Regions from separate parts of the Anas platyrhynchos genome. Here region 1 is linked to region 2. A link is a contact called in public Hi-C data. All regions are on one chromosome and are shown on one strand. Each heading gives the region's core, a stretch centred on a gene start, on an enhancer-like site or on the middle of the called end of the contact. The rest is flanking DNA. Distances are from core to core; before and after follow the strand shown.

Region 1 (4,390 bases), core at 1,145-3,644, 63 kb before region 2:
ACTAAAACAGCCTCCATAATTAGCTACACTTATAAGTCAATTAAAATTCAGTTTACACAGCTGACAGCAGCTGCAGGTGGTCAAAAAACACACTGGAAAGTAGCTGCTAACAACAGAGCAAATTACCATAAGGAGTTTCTTTGCAGGTTAGCAGTAAGGGTGCCAGATGAGAGCAAGCTCCTCACAAGATCTCTCAAAGAGCAAGTGGTCAATTCTTCTGCAAGATATTAACAGTTACATCTAAATTTCCTCCTATAACAAGGAAATAAAGCTGTCTCCATGAAGCACCTAGTATACTAGAGAGGTATAGCATGCAGCAAAGTGCCAAAAAGCATCACAGCTCAGGAGACAAGTTCTCCCTTTCAGGACTGAGAAACACACCTTCGTACTTTTTCCCCCACTAAAAATGAAGGTGTTAGCTTGAGATTGTCAATCGCTATTTCCACCAAAGACTCAAAATACCCCTCCTGTAAAATCAGTTGATTCACAAGCATTTCATCTTCTAACTGAGCCAACAGAAAGAAATAAAATTCAATTGAAAAAAAGTGATAGAAGAAAGCAAGTGCTCGATCCAGTCTCCATATTTAAACTTTTAAAGAAAAACATTAATACACATTTCACAGGGACACCCAGCCTCGAGCTTGTTCTTTCTCCAAAAGAACCACGAATACATCCCCAACATGCCAGAAACATTGGGGCATTTACCAAAAAGTGCATCCCAAGAACTGACTGCTTGGTTCACCCTGGGGGCTGTGAAGCTCAGCAGCCTGAACCAGAGAGTTTTAAACTTTGGAAAGACCACTCAGGGATCTGCCACGAGCAGCTGGGAGGTAAGAGCTGCCTTTGCATGGCTTGAAGGGTTTCCGACAGGCAAACAAAACCTTTGTAGGGCTGGATGGCCCTTTAGGGCTGCCAGGCCTGCAAGGCAGAGGACCAAGGTCTTTTTTTTTCATTCCAAGTGGGAAATTTAACAAGCTGCCCCTGCTTCAGCACCACAGTGCCACAGGAGCGGACGCGGCACCTCAGCACCACAGACCTGACAGCAAGAGGGCCGAAGAAATAAAAATGAGACAGCCACACGCGGTATCTGTACACGGGTGTATTTAGTAGGGTATAAAACCAGTACAAAACTCGGTGCTGCCACAGCAGCGCCAAACTTCACAGCCCCATGCCCAGACGCGTGGCTGCGCTGCCTCCTTCGAGCCCGCGAAGCTCCGGGCCCCTCAGGCAGCGGGAGGGGCCCCAGCCCCGGGCCCTGCCCAGGGTTCCCGCTCCCCGCAGGGCTCGGGGGGCTCCAGGCTGACCCCCTCCCTCCCCTGAGCCCCTCACAGGGCTGACTGCCGGTGCCCCCCCACCGTCTCCCCCTTATATAACCTCCGCGTCCCCACCGGCAGCCAATCCGGGGAGGGGGCGCAACGCCCCCCTCCTCCCGCTAGGCCAATGAGAAACGGGGGCGCGAGGCACGCGGCCAATCAGGAGGGGCAGGCGCCCCCCCCCTCACGCGGCGCCGCTCCCCAGTACGGGCAGGCAGCGCTGCCCGCTCCCCCCCCCCCCCCGGGGGGAAAGCGCGAGGCGCCGGCAGCCCCCTGTGAGGGCGCCCTACGGCCGGGCGGCCCCAACCACTGGGGCGCGGGGGGGGGTGGGAAGGGGGCTGCCAGCGAAGGCCGCGCTGCGTTGCGGAGGGGAGGGGAGCCGGCCTAAGCACGGGGCGAGGGAGGCGAGCCGCCCGCCGTCACGGAGGGCTGAGGCGCCCACAGTGCTGGGGGGGAACAAGATGGCTCCAGCATACACCCCCCCGCCCCCCCCGCTACTGAGGTGCCGGGGTCCGGACCGTACCATCGGGGGAGGGGGGGGGGAGCGGGGGTGGGGGCAGCCCCTTCTCCCTCCGGCCGGGCCGGGTGGGGGATCCCGGCTGGGGCGGGGAGGGGGGGGAGCGGACCGTACCTCTCCCGCGGGGGGGCGGGGGGGGCGGAGGGGAATGAGTGCGCCCTGCTCCCCCTCCCCCCCCCCACTCGCGGGAGCGAACGGTTTGTCCCGGCCGCAGCGCTAAGGAGCCGCCAGCTCCGGGCGCCATCTTGGGTGCGACTAAAACAACAAGTCCAAAACCCCCGGCGGGGCCCCGCGGCGCCCCCGGGCCGCGCTTCCCTCCCGGACCGTCCCATCGCGTTACCTGAGGGGGTCCCGTGCGGGTGGCGCGTCCCGGCCGCCGGCGGCGGCCCCGCGGCGGCCCCAAACCCCCCCACCTGTCCTCACCTCACAATGGTAGCTGCAGAACGGGAGGGGGGGCGGCCGCCCGGGCCTCATTACCATAATCTGCCTGGCAACAGGCTGCGGCGCCGCGCGCTGATTGGCTGAAACGCGCCCGCCCGCCGAGACGGGGCGCAAAAGCCATCAAGAAAAGAGTCGGGAGGCAGGCAGGTCAGGGGGCCGGGGTGCAAGGGGAGGGGGGGGCAACCCTCACGGGGGGGTGGGGGAGAGACCCCCTACCCGGGCCTTCACTCCCCCCGGGATGCCCTCCACCAATCAGAGCGCCGCTCTCATCCGCGCTCCTCTCCGCCGGGCCCCTTCCCGCCAATCCCAGCGCTCGTCTCATGGCGGCGCTCCGCCCCCCGCTGAGGGAGGCGGTGGGGGGGGGCGCAGGGGGCGCCCCCTGGCGGCGGGGGGCGGGGGGGGCCGCGGCCCTCAGCCCCCGGGGCGGGCGGGAAACGGGGCCGGGGCCCGAGGCCCCCCCTCAGCCCCTCCGAGGGGCGACCCCGCGGCCCCCCCGTGGGCTCCCGCCGCCGGGGGGCGCCTCGCCCACAGCCCTTGGCCCCCTCAGAGCTCTGCCCTCAGAGCCGCGCCTCAGCCCGTTATTGGCCAAAACACGAGGAAATGCACCCAAAAATGCCCCCCCGGGCTCCCCTCAGGGCTGAGGTTTCTTCCAGGTTTATCGCCCAGAGCTCCACCCCAACATGGGCTCTTGTGGCCCAGTGACCCAAAGCCCAGTGCTGGAGGAAGGGCAGAATTTGGCTGAAGATGACTCACGGCTCCTACAAAAACTGCTTCTCCTCCTCCTCTGCCCCAGGAGAATAACAACAGGGGCAGTTCTTGGTGCAATTAAGCTACTTCTCCACTCTGGCTGTTAAAAGCCCGATACAGTCTTTCAAATCGAGGCCCATGTGTACGCTGAAGTCATCCCCATTTGTACTGACCTGTCCCTTCCATGAGCAATCAAGATAAAAATCAGAGATGCAAATTTTCTAACTTGTGTTTAGTAACTTACATCTTTAGCCAAGAAAGATTTTTAAAACTGAAGCGAGTGGAGTTGCTTACCCAATTTGGTTCTGTTTTTTTCTCCACAGTTCTTCTCAACTCCTCTGGGCAGTTCTCTTAACTTGAGTTATGGAAGCTATGGAGTCAATTTCTTTCTCTACCCTGTAAAACAGCTTCAATTTCATTATACCACGCTGAAATGTTGGGATAACAAATAGCACAAGAAAAAATATAAGACCAAACAAAATTGCTTTATTTCCCACATGTCTTAACAGCGATTTGTACTCATTCTAGCAAGTCAGAGCGTTTTCATGCTGTTGTATTTTTACTTGGGATTTCTGAGAGTCTCCCTAACATTTTGAAGACTTGAAACATTTTAGAACTGACTTGGATACAAGTGTGGTATTGTGTCATGTTTTCATGCAACTGTATAGTTCTGCAATTGAGCACAAAACAGCGCAGGACTTCAGGGCTGTCCTTTCCTGGCACATGGGTCATGTTCTGAAAGTTATTTGGGGATATTTTCTTCCCTTAGCTTGGAAAGACTGATTCAGGGCAAGTGCACAGTGGATGTAGCAGGCTGCCAGATGCAGAAAAAGCATGCTGCTCTGATTCATCATCTGCAGTATCTGGAATCTGATGTAATGCCCATTGTATTTCCCACATTTAATGTGTTCTTTCTGATGCTCCAGCACAGGCTTTGTTTTTCCAAAAGCCTCGTGCTGCCAGAGTGAGAGAAGCCTTCACATTAGGTTAATTTATTTATTTCTAGTTCTCATAGATAGTCCAAATAATTTCCCTGTTCGCCTGTCTGGAACGGTGCTGTAACCCTTCATTGAATCCTCCTTTCTCTCATCTCCTGGGTCATCAGGTCTGTATCTCCATCTGCATTGTCTCGTTTGTATACTGCTGTTTCAGCACTGCCTCTGCTGCATGTGTCCTGCCTTGCCTATTTTGCCTTCCCCACGGCCTACACGGCTCGTTTTTCTGGACCGCAGCTCTGTCTCCCACGCAAGCGTGTGTATTCTCATCCTCCCAGCGAGGGCCGGCCGTGCTCTCATTTCAGGCTCCAGCTGGAAAAGGATGCTGCAACCCCGCCCTGTTTCATTTACTTGCAAATATCTTTTTGACCCAACTC
Region 2 (4,729 bases), core at 1,512-4,011:
GTACTCCTCAGACTCCGTCCATTTGGCAGAGGCAGTGCTGCTTGTACTTTGCACTGAGCTGCTCTCTTGATTTCCTGATTCTGTTCGTTGCAAGGCTGCTTGGTATCTTCCATTTTGCAGGGAGTGTTAAATTTTTGCTTTGTGGCTTGATTCTGAAATTCATTGTCAATCCTTAACCAAAATGTTCTCATGTAAATCTTTGTGCCGTGACCTGCTGAAGCGCCACAGGATCTTTTTTTTTTCTTTCAATATGTATCTATATTTTTTTATCAGCGGGTGTTGACATCTGGCGTGTGCGTATTTATTTTAAAAATGCTTGAACAGAGTCCTGAGCTTAAAGAAAGCTGTGGACTAAAAGCTTTCCCAGGGACTGAGTCAGAAATCATGCGCAAGCCTTTTTTCCTTTCTCTCTTAATCTCCTTTCTCTGCTATTTTTGTTTTTGTTTTCCCTCCTGCTAGATCCTCAGCCGGATTTGTACCATCCAATGAAAAAAGGTTGGTTCTAAGCTGCTCCCTCACAGTGCTTTCTATCACTCTCCTACCTTCTCTGTGTGCTTGGTAGCTTCATTTTAGTTCCATACTCACCTTTATTTTCATTTCCCTGCCCTCATTTAGATCAGAAACTTTCTGTTTTGTTTGTTTAGGCCTAGTGATAAAGAAATAAGCTAGTTTGAATATCCAATTGGTTCTGTGTTTTCCTCTCTGATGGGCTAGCAAGGTGCCTTAGAATGCATAATTAGTTTCTTTGCCCTCAAGAAAATGTGGGCTTAGCAGTCTGTCTGAAGCCATGCCATATTTTATAAGTCTTTTATTTGTACTCTTGGTCAACAATTCTCAAAATAAACCTTGCATTGCTGGTGGTAAATAGTCCAGAGGCTATTCTGCACGCTGTGGAATCTGTACTTGCCACCTAACAACAGCACTAAACTAGGAATGAGAGTGCCCCCCTAGACATGGGGTGTGTCTCCCAGCTACTTGTCCTCATAGGTATTATGGAGTACAGCTGCTCTGGGACAGGTAAAGTAGGTGATTCCTTTGTGTTTGTCTTCTTAGCATCCCCTTTTCAGGAGTAGCATCTCTCCATACGAGCCAAGTCCTGTGTGATTACACGTTTCTCCTTTAGCTCATTATTGATTGTGCAGTAACAGAGTGCCTGGCTAAAAAGGGTCCGACTGGGCCTTAAAATGGACATAGAAATATTGGTGGTAAATCCTTTGTCAGAGATACAGCCTCAGGTAAAGATCAGGCCCAGCTGATCTGCTAACAGATTTGGTTTCCAGAGCAGAAATGGGAGGCTAATTGTCAGAATACTTTCGCGGAACAGTGGCACGTGAGGTGAGCATGGGGAGTAACCCAGTCATTTTCTTTCGTCTGTCTTTGGTTCCAAATATGTCGTGCAGAATTTCAAAGCAGAATCAAAGGGTTTTGCTAATAACCATTTAATATGAGCACAAAGAACTTTGTAATGTGGTGAAGGCCAGGCAGCTGAACTGTTTTCATTACCAGTAGTAGTTCTTTACAAAGGTCACCTTCATCCCTCTTGTGGAGCAATTCACAGCGAAGTCAGTGCACTGACTGCTCTGGAAAGAACTGTGACAGCCTTTACTTTGATTCTTGATTGATGACTGCTGCGTTGACTTAAAGATGATAAGCGTAAGCTGGTCCTCTCCCCATTTGGGTAAATAAAAGAGTTTCTGATGACTTGGGGACTAAGATTACATCCTGTGTTTCCTTCTTCGTCTTTTCATTGAATTTCACAAAGGGCTGCTAGGGAGTTCTGTTTTGTGTGTGTGTGTGGAGTTTGTTTGTTTTTTCTTTTTTTTTTCCCTAGGAAGTGTATAATCTAAACTGTGCCTTAGAGCTACATAGAACTAGGTCTGTTATTTGGTACAGCGCGCTGTGACAAATAGCAAAGCTCAGTGCAGCAACTGAACTCCCAGCCCTGGAGACTGTTACGTTGGCTCCTGAGAATTGAATAAAGCAGCCATAGGCCAAAAGCCGGCACAGTAGTTCTCTTAAAAACTATTTCTGGTCTGTCCAGAAAATCCAAATCATTGACTTCCATAACAACATGACCTGCTTCAACAGCCGTGGGAAATCAGATGGGCAGTCTTGGCTGTGCTTGGAATCTGATTACTGTCTCCAAAGAACTATAGAGGAAAAAGGGATGCAGTAAAACCCTAGATGCTTCTTTTGGGAGGAGTTGGAGTGAAACATTAGTTTCCTTGGCATTTTTGCGCAGTAAGAAGCTTGTCACAGTAAAAACTTGCCATGGAGCCAAATATCCTTTCCTTTGCATCTCATTAAAGAACATGTGCCAATTTCAGCATGGGTTGACATAATGTCTTAGGCAACCTGCAAGCTCAGCAGTTTGTGGAGAGGTGTATGCAGTCAGTGTTAAGTGCTGTAGTGTATTTCCCCTGCCTCATGCTCCTCATTGGAAGGACCCCGTTGTGCAGGGCTGACATTTCACTGTCCTCCTGCTTTTGCTTTAGGGAGGCATAGATGTTGTGAAGGACATTACATTGTCCGTACTGATAATGGAAAACTTGCAGTCTCCTAACTTGTTATGTTAGGTCAGAGTGTCTTGCATCAGATTGTTATTGATCTGATCTTTCTATAAATGCCTGAGATCAAAACAGTTTATGCAGAGCAGCTGCCTTCTGTTAATTGATATTCTTCTCTTCAGCCTGTAGTAGTTTTAGCCTAGAAGTGGGTGAGTGATGTTCTGGTACAAAGGCTAGTGAAGTACTTTGCTCCTCCTTTGCCTTGGGATTTATTGTTTCTGGACTTGTGCCAGCTACGGGACAGAAGCTCATTACAGAGCTGTGCTGGTTGACCTTGAGATTCTCATTCCCGAGGCGCTTGCTGATGTACTTGATTTCAGAAGAATGGGTGATGCTGACCATGCGGTTGAAAGTCTTCCCTGTGTGCTGATTGTCAGCAGAGGGGAGATGTGCCTTTCCGTTGTGGGGTCATGCGGAGGTGGTGGTGACCCTGGCTGACACTTGCAGAAAAGAATTGCACGCTCACAATTTGTGTTACATGTTGCCTTGGACATTCTAACAGCAGTACTTATAACCGTATGGTATTTCTGGATTTACACTTCAGCCTGTTTTGGTGAGTCCTGTCTGCTTCTCTCATTGCCACCTCATTTCCCTTCATTAACAGAACCTCCCCAATCACTTGTCACTGTAGCATAGCTTATGAGCTCCCCTTCTGACACAACAGCATGAAGACAGCTTAATAATCAGCGGTCCATGCAGTTAAACGCACTAGCCATGGCAGCTCTACAAAGAGTAGGTAATCCTTCCTAAATGTCACTAAGGGCTGACTAATGGTCCTTGCCTTGCTCTTTTGGTGCAGGTTCTGGCATGACAGAGTTGGATGGGCTGATTGGCGCTGAAGAAAAAGTGATTAACAGCAAGAACAAAGTGGATGAAAATGTGGTGAGCCCTCCACCTTTATTTTGTAAAGCAAAGCCTGCCGTGGACACTAATTAATAGCAGTGGCTTATTTCCATGTCTCCTTCCTGCTAGCAGAATGTCAGTGTGTTCATTATCCATATGGTGTGGGGGAGTCAGTTTTCTGACTATTGTAGGCTCTTAATACTGATTAGCATCAGAAGGGTGGGAGGGTGAGGGAAGGAGAGAGATCTGGATCTTTGGCAGTCTGAGCTGGAGAAGTGTCTGATTTAGTAATTGCTTTCCCAAGCAGAGACCCTTTGATACACCTTTATTTTAGCTAGGTAGCTTTCTGTCTGAGTACACTGAATGCTGCTGCATTCCACCTGCCTTCCCACATACTTTTCCTAGCAAGGTACATCTCACCTTCTTGTAAAGGTACATGACCCAGTAGGCAATTAGCTTTATATGCAGTGTAAAAAATTCACTAGGTCATAGTGGCAGCTGTCTTGCCCCAGTTACCTGGCTTAAAAATATATATATAAAAGTGACTTCTTGGAGCCTACTTTCAGAATCATTCTATAGCCATAAGTTAGATGTTACATGACAGAAATGCTGTGTCCAAGGCAGGACCTGCATTTTTAATTCGGGTCTTTAGTTTGAGGTAGTCTAGGCTTCCAAATGGTTGCAGTCAGTAGCTCAGTTGGCTCTAAAAGTTGGAGAAGATCCCACGCTTTAGAGAGCAGGCAAAAAATGGTAGGTGGTTCTGAGCTCTTGCTTGTATGCGTTAAAGGTCTCTTGTCTGGCTTCATACTCCTTCTCCCACCTGTTTCTTACAGCTCCTTTCATAAAACGCTTTTTGTGACTGTTTTCAGGTAATTGATGAAACCCTTGATGTGAAGGAAATGATTTTCAATGCAGAGCGTGTTGGTGGGCTGGTGGACGAGCCGGTATGTATTATGGCTACTGCATCTGGTGATTGGTGACTTCCTGAAACTGGATTTTGGTTCTTGTGTATTGCTGAATTCCAGGGATTCAATGTGTTGACGCTGCTATGGCAAGTCATGCAGAGCATAATGCAGGATGGCATTTCTGCATGAAGATCACAGTAAAAACATTAGATGCTAACTTGACTCTTTTGTTGCAAAAGCGCTTTGTGGGGTATGAAAGCAGTGTGAGTCAGTGCTTGTCCAGAAATGCCTAAATGGGGAAACGACTTTGTGTTCATTATCCTTTTGACAGAAAGGGATGAAATATTTATACTGCCAAGTATAATCGGTCGTGCCTCGATACCACAGATGGCTGAAGACCTTATTGGTGGCCTC

What was found. A called contact is a pair of places that touch in the nucleus more often than the background predicts.
Region 1: a Hi-C map of skeletal muscle shows a contact between it and region 2, with 1.8 times the contacts expected there. The contact joins the promoter of PRDM10 here to the enhancer-like site in region 2. A contact is called at or near these places in 3 of 8 Hi-C or Micro-C datasets (F5 follicle, skeletal muscle and small yellow follicle).

What each region holds. Positions count from the first base shown.
Region 1 is chr25:4,412,391-4,416,780 of IASCAAS_PekinDuck_T2T, reverse strand. It overlaps PRDM10 (PR/SET domain 10), which reads right to left and starts at 2,394. Exons shown (of 22, transcript XM_072027604.1): 1 at 2,254-2,394. It also overlaps LOC113839845.
Region 2 is chr25:4,349,768-4,354,496 of IASCAAS_PekinDuck_T2T, reverse strand. APLP2 (amyloid beta precursor like protein 2) reads left to right here. Exons shown (of 18, transcript XM_027444200.3): 14 at 460-495; 15 at 3,367-3,449; 16 at 4,280-4,354. Among named protein-coding and RNA genes, the nearest start is that of TMEM45B, 41 kb to the right of the region's middle. Within about 2 kb of position 2,761, at least 2 of the 8 cell types and tissues checked have an H3K27ac peak or open chromatin away from gene starts, as enhancers often do. A contact at or near this core is called in F5 follicle, where this site is marked.